Regions from separate parts of the Ovis aries genome. Here region 1 is linked to region 2. The links are chromatin contacts, called in public Hi-C maps. All regions are on one chromosome and are shown on one strand. The core of a region is the stretch at or near the end of the contact, and the rest is flanking DNA. Distances in the headings are between cores, read along the strand shown.

Evidence for each region. A called contact is a pair of places that touch in the nucleus more often than the background predicts.
Region 1: a contact with region 2 is called in a Hi-C map of tail adipose tissue, with 2.6 times the contacts expected there. The contact joins two enhancer-like sites. A contact is called at or near these places in 6 of 16 Hi-C or Micro-C datasets (hypothalamus, liver, mesenteric adipose tissue and 2 more).

What each region holds. Positions count from the first base shown.
Region 1 is chr8:25,752,144-25,756,883 of ARS-UI_Ramb_v3.0, reverse strand. No RefSeq gene overlaps it. Among named protein-coding and RNA genes, the nearest start is that of CCN6, 55 kb to the right of the region's middle. Within about 2 kb of position 1,328, at least 6 of the 54 cell types and tissues checked have an H3K27ac peak or open chromatin away from gene starts, as enhancers often do.
Region 2 is chr8:25,715,092-25,719,598 of ARS-UI_Ramb_v3.0, reverse strand. No RefSeq gene overlaps it. Among named protein-coding and RNA genes, the nearest start is that of CCN6, 18 kb to the right of the region's middle. Within about 2 kb of position 1,543, at least 8 of the 54 cell types and tissues checked have an H3K27ac peak or open chromatin away from gene starts, as enhancers often do.

The DNA of each region.
Region 1 (4,740 bases), core at 79-2,578, 38 kb before region 2:
GAGTTACCTTTTTATTTCTCCAGCAGATTTCCTCCAAGTAGATCACCAGTACTTTTTTTTTTTTTTTAAGCCTTCTTGGTTGCTTTTAGAGTTCAGTCAGGTTAGCATCAACCTCTCTAACTGTGGAGAGTGTATACCTACTGGAGAGAGGGTTGAGCAGGGGAGGATCGGGATGGGGGGATGCTCAGAGAGGGGCGTCAGGCAGGGTCTGTGGGGAAACTCAGGGTCTCCAGCTCGGCCTTCCTCGGTGGCAGCGGCTCTCTGGGGGCGGCTGTCTCTCCATTTCTTCATCTGGCTATCGGCTATGGAAGACTTCCTTCCCCTGACCTGGTCCTTCCAATAACAGCCAGCGAGGTTCCTGCCCTCTCTCTCTCCTTTCCTTGTGTCCAGCCCTTCCCACCCTTCTGAAGCCGGGTTTTGAGTCTCAGGGGTGATGTTGAGGCCAAGTTAGCTCACAGGCTGATGGTGTTCGTTCCCTCTGAACAATGAGGTCAAAGGATGATCTCCAAACTCTTGTCAGGAGCCAGGAGGAGAGTGTTCAGAGAAAGGCTAAAATCACAGTGCCTGGTCCATGACTTTGCTGTTTTGCAATGGGAATAGGGGTTTGGGGTTTGGGGAGGGAATATATTTCCCTGTAACTTCAACCCACTGAAGGCTGTTACGTTCACAGGATGTTTTTACGATAAGAACTGGGTTTGCCTCCTGCATCGCCCCCACCCCCTGCCTTTTAACAAAACTTCGAAGTAGAAATGCTGCATTTTTATGACTGGTTTTACTTTTTCAGTTATTTATCTTTTACTGCGTTGGGTCTTAGTTGGTGCATGTGGGATCTTTTGTTGTTGTGGGCAGGCTCCAGAGCATGGGGGCTCTGTAGCTGTGGCCTGAGGACTTAGTTGATCCAAGGAATCTGTGATCTTAGTTCCTCAACCAGGGATCAGTCTGAGTCCCCTGCATGGGAAGGTGGGTTCTCAACCACTGGACCCCCAGAGAAGCTCCTTGGCTGCTGTTTTTAAAGCTGTGAGCACATCACTGTGCTTGAGCCTTCCTGGTTTCACGAGTGCTTCCTCCTCCCTGCACTTTTAGATCGCGGACCTAAGCAGATGCTTCAAGTAAGAGCCAATCTTACAGCTGACAAACCAGATCCTGGGCTCAGGTTGTCCCTGGCCCTGTGTGCTCCCTTAACATCACACTTATATGCCAGGATCGGGAGTGACAGAGGAGGGTGAGCCCGTGAACAGGAAGATAAAGGGAGTGGTGGGAATTACACATAGTCAGGGCCAGGGAAGCCTGTGAGAGCACTGGATCGGTTCAGCAAGTTTTCCCAGGTGGCCTGGCTAAGCCTGTGGCACAGCTTAGGAACAGGTTTGGGGCAAGAAGAAGGTCAGGCCAAGGGGGAGGGACATAGCGAAGAGGAAAGGTGGCTAAAGCTCCCTGGCCTTGGAAACAAACGATCAGCACCTTGGCTCTGTCTTTGGTGATGTGGAAAGCTGCTAGAATCCCAGCTCAAGAAGGGTAAGAAAAGTAAAATAAAAATGACGGCTCAATAAAAACAATATTACTCAGCCATAAAGAGGAATGAAACTGGGTCATTTGCAGAGGCGTGGATGGACCTGGAGTCTGTCACACAGAGCGAAGTAAGTCAGAAAGAGAAAAACAAATATTCTATATTAACACATGTATGTGGAATCTAGAAAAATGGTACAGATGATCCTAGTTTCAGGGCAAGAGTAGAGACACAGACGTAAAGAATGTATGTGTGGACACGGTGGGAAGAGGAGAGTGGGATGAATCGGGAAATTAGGTTGGACGTAAATACACCACCATGTGTGGAACCACAGCGGGTGGGAAGTTGCTGCATAACACCGGGAGCTCAGCTTGGCGCTCTCTGATGACGTGGATGGGTGGGAGGGAGGGGCCGTATGTATATTATAGCTGATTCATTTGTTGTACAGCAGAAAATAACACAACATTGTTGAGCAGCTATACTCCAATAAATAAAAAGAAAAAAAAACAAAAATGACACCAGTAGGGGAAGATAATTCTGGTTGAGGTGGCAAGGGTCAGTGCAGGAGGGTAGCAGATTTAGAGGGAAGAAGTCTGTGGTGGAGGATTGTCCCCATGGGAATTTATCAGTATCTCTTCTCAGGCTGTGACGGTACAAAAGAAAGGTAGGAGGACTCAATAGTAAGAGACGAAAGTGGCAGCAGGACTTGCTAATGAACTGGACTAATGAAGATTAGGAATGAACCAAAGATTTCTCAGAAGTTCTCTGTCATGGAATAGGCAAATGGTAGCATGGATGAAGGGAGCACTCAGGAAGGGCGGGCTTTTCCTGGAAGTAGATGGTGATCCAGGTAAGGGCTGCACCCTGCAAGCAGAGCCCCGCTGGAGAAAGGTCAGGCTCACTTTCAGTTCTCACTGTCCCCCTTCTACACCCCTCTGCCTTTGCCTGGCATGGTTGCCATTCATCCAAAATGCGTGTTGACCCAGCAGATACTAATGGCCTTCTCTCCTTCCTCAAACCTCCAAACCACCTTCTTCATCTCATGCTCCTTCCGGTTACCTGCAGGAGCAGGCGCAGGTAGTTTTGGTTCTCCCATGACTTATAACTCTTTGGAGGGGAGTGAATCATCTTACGTGTCCTTTCTCATAGTGTATGCTTGGCATGTCACTGAACACCTAAAGTGTTCTTTACATGCATCTGTCAGTCAGGGCTCTTCAGAGAACACACACACACAGACTTAAGAATTGGCTCACATGCTTGTGGGGTTCTGGAAAGTCCTAAATCTGTAGGGCAGGCAGCAGCTAGGAAACTCAGGCGGAAATAGATATTATAGTCTTGACAGCATTTCTTCTTTGAGAAGCCTGTTCTTGCTCTTAAGGCCTTCAGCTGATTGAACAAGACTCACCCACATTGTTTAGGGTCATCTCCTTAAGGTCAACTATTGTAGATGTTCACCACATCAACCAAATGCCTTCACAGAAACGCCTAGATTAGCATTTTATTGAATAACCAGATACCAAATTGACATATATTAAAATTAACCGTCATAGAGCATTTGTTAATGGAAGCATGTTGAAGCACCAGTCACAGCTCGTTTCTTTGCACTTTGCTTTATTGTGCTTTGGGCTTCCCTGAAAGCTCAGTTGGTAAAGAATCTGCCTGCAGGATTCTTTAGGAGACCCCAGTTCAATTCCTGAGTTGGGAAGATCCCCTGGAGAAGGGAAAGGCTACCCACTCCAGGATTCTGGCCTGGAGAATTCCATGGACTGTACAGTCCATGGGGTCGCAAAGAGTCGGACACGACCGAGTGACTTTCTCTTTCACTTCACTTATTGCGATTCATGTACACTGTGTGTTTTTTTTTGTTTGTTTGTTTTTGTTTTAACACATGGGAGGTTTTTGGGTAACCTGTGCCAAGCAACCCTATTGGTGCTATTTTTCCAACAGCATTTGCTCATTTTATGTCTCTCTTTCACATTTTGGTAATTCTCACCATATTTCAAACTTTTTATTATTATTATATTTGCTATAATAATAATATAATTATATAATAATTATCTATCTATCTATCTATATATGGGCTTCCTGGTGGCTCAGAGGTTAAAACATCTGCCTGCAATGCGGGAGACCCGGGTTCGATCCCTGGGTCAGGAAGATCCCCCGGAGAAGGAAATGGCAACCCATTCCAGTATTCCTGCCTGGAGAATCCCATGGACAGGGGAGCCTGGTGGGTTACAGTCCACAGGGTCACAAAGAGTCAGACACGACTGAGCAGCTTCACTCATATATGTATATAATTTGTGATCAGTGATCTTCGATTCTATTACTACAACTTAGCAATATTTTTCAATTAAAGTATGTACCTTTTTTTTGGCATAATGTTGTTGCACACTAAATGACCACAGTATAGTGTAAATGTTAACTTTTATATTCATTGAGAGACCAAGAAATTCGTGTGACTCATTTTATTGAAATATTTGCTTGACTGTGATGGTCTGGAACCAAACCTACAATATCGCTGAGGTCTGCCTATAACTCACTGTATAGGATTCAACAAAGTGGAGTCTTCAGAGAGAGAATGGAGAAGGATCACCGAGGGAACTTGACAAGATGCATCAAATCTCTGGGGTGTGCAGAGCAGAAAGCTACACCGTGCTCCTGGCCAACTGGCTCTCAAGAAATTTTACGAATCAGCGGGAACTTGCAAGATTCTGGCTGTTTGAGGATTAAAAGGAAGAGGTGGGGAGATCACTCTTGGAAGGTGCTGGAAATATTTCAGTGCAAAAGAGTGGGGTGGGCTTGGGGAGAAATGAGGAAAGACAGAAGCAAGGGAAGAGAGAGAAGGGGGGTGGGAAGGAAGGGAGAGAGAAGAGGGGGAGAGAGAGGAGGAGGAAGAAAGGAGAGGCAGGGAGGGGAGAGACAGGGCAGAGTTTCAAGTCGCTGTTTGTTGTCTGTGACTAAGCGAAACTGAGGTTAAATTTAAGTGGCTTCAAAATTAGAAAGAAATTTTGTCTTCTTAAACTGATAGAAACTAGTGAGAGACTCTGGAAATGTGAGAATAAAGTCAATAGGAACCCGAGAAAAGCAAAGCAGATGCTCTAGTGAGGAGAAGGAGCTTTTGACAGATTTTCAGATGACAAAAAGCCAATTTTTATCTGGAAATTGTTTTTTTTTTTTTTTCAAGTAAATTTGTGTAGATAAGACCTTGCAGGAGTTAAAGAAAAAGAAAAAAACCC
Region 2 (4,507 bases), core at 294-2,793:
GGGCAGCATCCAGAGTGTGGGTACATGGATTCGTTCACAAGGGGCTCTTATCAGAGGCTGTGTCCGTAGGTCAGTTGTGAAGTGTGGGAAAGACCAGACCGACAATAAACAAATGTGGATCAAGCGCCTACTATGTGAAGCGGCCTGTGTTAGGCGACTGGCGCTCTGACATTTTTGATTTAACAAATCTAAGTCTGGTGTAAATTTAAGAAACAACAGAAGGAAAATTTTGTTTTGAAATGAGAGAGAGAAAACCAAGTCCTCCCCCGTGCATAGCTCTGTAGCTTGACAAGCTTCAATATACGGGCTGGCTTTAACTCTGTTTTCACTTCCAGTGGGTATGCTTTGAGTTGGCACACAAAGTCAGTGTGTGAATGGCGTGGGAGTTGAGAAAGTTGCATTGCTGTTTCTCTTCTTAAAATTAACAGTGAAATTCTTATGAGAGCAGTGTAGGCCCAGGAATGTGCCTCACATGGTTCTCTAACTGCATAATTAGGGAGTTCTTCGTAAGAAAATAGTCCTCATTCTTCCCAAAATTGGTGTCCCCTCCTCCACAGCCTCCTCTGAGAAGGGGCTGACTGACAGAAGCGCCACAGCTTCTCCAAGTCCTAGAACCTTGCTGTCGATGTAGTATCCACCCCTCGCCATTAGGCCCTGTCAGGTGAGGTTTACGGATGTTTTGAACTGTCCTGAAGCCGTGTTGTGTTGAGCTTCCCTGCTTTTCTGGACCGCAGTGGCTGTCTCATCATCTAGAGTATGTGTCTAAGTTCCCAGAAGAGGTCAGTCTACAGTGGCCCAGGGCCACCTTCATAGCCAAGAGCCTTCTACAAAAAGTGGTCAGCGTGGGAGCTTGTTAGCAATGCAGACTGTCAGGGCCCATCTTCGCCCCACCAGATCAGAACCTGCATTTTAGTAAGAGACTCAGGTGATCTGTGTGCACAGTGAAGTTAGAGAAGTACTGGGGTTGAAACCTAGGAGCAACTCAGAGGCAGTCTGCTGCTGCTGCTAAGTCACTTCAGTCGTGTCCGACTCTGTGTGACCCCATTGACAGCAGCCCACCAGGCTCCCCCGTCCCTGGGATTCTCCAGGCAAGAACACTGGAGTGGGTTGCCATTTCCTTCTCCAATGCATGAACGTGAAAAGTGAAAGTGAAGTCACTCAGTTGTGTCTCACTTCGAGACCCCATGGACTACAGCCCACCAGGCTCCTCTGTCCATGGGATTTTCCAGGCAAGAGTACTGGAGAGGGCTGCCATTGCCTTCTAGAGGCAGTCTAGAATTCGATTAATATGTGGAGCCTCAACCAACTGCTGACCTAAAACAAATAGACTGCAAGTTATTTCTTCAACAAAAATTGGGTTTATTCCAAGGTCAGCAAAGAATTACAACTGGAGTTTTGCAACCTTGGTGAACTCTATGCTAGTCCCATCACAGCAAAGAGGGGAGAACTCTTCTGAAGATGCAGAGAGGAAGCTAGGGTGGGGGTGGCCTTTGGAGGAACTGAGAGCTCAAAGTATAGTGGTTTTTCATTGGCTGAGTGTGACAGTCGCTCGTTGGCCTAGCTCTTGCCAGGCAAGAAGAGGAGGTCTTTCTTCTTCCTTTTGAGCTCTGCTCTGGTGGGAGGGGCTTGAGAGTTCCCCCTTTTGGCCTCTTGGCTCTGTTTTAGTTGCAGGTTCTCTTTATTGATTTTTATACACCAACCAACTAACCAGCCAGTCAATGTCTACGTTTCTTATAGAACATCTACCATGTCTAGCATGATAACCAATACAGAGATCAAAGTAGCAAAAAAGCGCAGTCCTCGTGCCTCCCGAGTAAAAACTTTCATCACAATGGAAGCAGGATCAAGGACAATACCTAGGTCCAAGGAAGCAGTAGTAAGTGGGAGGCATTTGGTAAGTCTGTGGTTCCTGCAAACACGGAGGTCGGGAGGCAACTTTGGCTAATTGTGATTCCATCATAGTGAGCGGTCAAAGTGACAACAGAGAGAAAAACTTTGGTTTTCGTTTTTGACAAAAAGTAAACTGTTGGGACAGGTGGGAGGGCATGAAGGTAGGCACTGTGTTCTGTTGTGGCTTGAAACCTCTTCCAGAGAACTGTCAACCAGAGTCTGTAGTTATACAATGGCTACAAAACCACTCCTTAGGAATACACCAGTCATGGACAGTTTTCCCTCGGTATCCATGAGGGGTTGGTTGAGAACCTCTTGTGGATAACAAAATCCATAGATGCTCAAGTCCCCTCCCCATCTCGTCCTTTCGTGGGTGTTGATCTCTGTTGAACATCGTGCACCCCAAACTCCCTCTCAGAGTCTGCTTGCAGAGAACTTGCTCTGGGACAGTAAGATTACCACATTAACAAGCATTACAGGAAGACACTGGCTAGTTCATCTGTAGCCTGACAAGCCTATACATTCAGGTCGGCTACCAACTAAAAAATTCATCTCATTGGGAAATTGGATTTTACCTTATAAGCAAATGTTTTTATTTGCATACCCTCAGCACTCCCCCCTCCGCCCCCCAGGAAATGGCAGCGTGCTCCAGTGTTCTTGCCTGGAGAATCCCAGGAACAGAGGAGCCTGGTGGGCTGCAGTCCATGGGGTCACACAGAGTCGGACACAACTGAGTGACTTAGCAGCAGCTGCCCCCGCCCCGCAGCAGTGTTGTATTCAGGCCCGTCCACGCCATGTCCTCCACACTGCATTCTGCTCCCTGGACCACACCCCACCCCCCTCATTCCTGCTCTTAGGTTTTGTCTTATGCTGTTCCCACCGCTATAAATGCCCTTCCTTCTGCCCTGTTGCATGTCTGTGTAAATCCTACTCATTCAAGGTCTTCAAGGAAGGTACCGCTTCCTCCATGAAGGCCTCCTTGCCTCAAGTAGCTCTCTCTTGTTATTCCTTTATTTTTTAAATTGAATTACATTTTATTGTATTTTAATAATACAGCTCAATTAGGCACTGTTATTCTTAACTTGTTTCATGTGAAGCAGATACCAAATTCATACTTCCTAGTACCTGATATAGTCCAGAGCATTAGGTAGACACCCATAAAATGGAGAAGGCAATGGTACCCCACCCCAGTACTCTTGCCTGGAAAATCCCATGGATGGAGGAGCCTAGTAGGCTGCAGTCCATGGGGTCACTAAGAGTTGGACACGACTGAGCGACTTCCCTTTCACTTTTCACGTTCATGTATTGGAGAAGGAAATGGCAACCCACTCCAGTGTTCTTGCCTGGAGAATCCCTGGGACAGGGGAGCCTGGTGGGCCGCCGTCTATGGGGTCGCACAGAGTCGGACAGGACTGAAGTGACTTAGCAGCAGCAGTAGCATAAAACACTAGTCAACTGAATAAAAGACATGGATGATGATATCAGTATTGAAAATATTAGGAAATGCATCCAGGAAAGTTTAAATTTTAAATCATACCCTGAAGCAGTGTGTTCCAAAGCCCACTTCTTGAATTTGTTGTTTAAGATAGTTTTTGCAGTCAAATTCATTTGGAAAATTTTGCCTCTAGGGTCTTCCTACTGGAGATGGGCACACTGGCCTATCAAATAGTAAAGGATCCGAGAAATCCTAGAGTAAACAAATCTGGTTGACTTTAACCCAAACTACTTTAATATAAAAAAATACATTCATTTTCCATTTTTCCATAGCATCTATTAGTATCCCCCATGGAATTTGTATAGAACACACTCTGGGAGCCATAACCCAGCAGAGGGCAGAGGGGGTGTCAGCGCTGAGAGCACAGGTAGGCCTGAAGGCAGAGACATCAGCAAATGGGCCGATGAGTGCAATTCCCAAGCTCAGATGGGCAACAGGGTCCACAGGCAGGGGGACAATAGCAGGACCAGCAGGAGGCAGGGCTGCAGTTCACACCAACGACTCCCGGGAAGGGCTCGCTTTAGGCAGCCAGGCTCAGCTCTGGCTGCCAACTGGCATCACCTGGGGGAGCTTGGAAACATCCAGACGCCTGGGTCTCACCCTGCAAAATGTTGATGCCACTGGTCTGAGGTGAGTCCTAGGCACTGGGAGGTTTCAAGCTCCCCAAGTCATCCCAGTGGCAGCTCAAGTTGAGAGCCACTGCTTTAGGGGAAAGGGAATAGAAATGTTGAAAAGGATCGGCTCTTCTGCATGCTGGGGTTCCTTTATTGAGTGTGTCTGCTGTACCAGAAGTTGCTCTGGGAGACTGTCAACCTCTGCTGCGTAAGTAACAGCCATGCTGCTCACTGTGGACCTGAGCTTCCTGCTTCAGGTGGGGGTCCACGGGCCACCAGCGCTGACTCCACCTGGGGGCCAGTCAGAGGGGCAAAACTCCAGGTCCTGAATGGCGATCTCTGTGAGATCTGTATTTGGCCCAGAGGCACTGAGCCAGCACAGCCGCTCCACTCAGCGTGATGCCGTCCAGAGAGGTCGCCTGTGGGCTTTTCATTCATCTTGGGTTGGAAGGCACGTCTCTCCTGGTCCATAGTCACTGGCCTCCTAGACCTCAGGTCTGCTACCCAG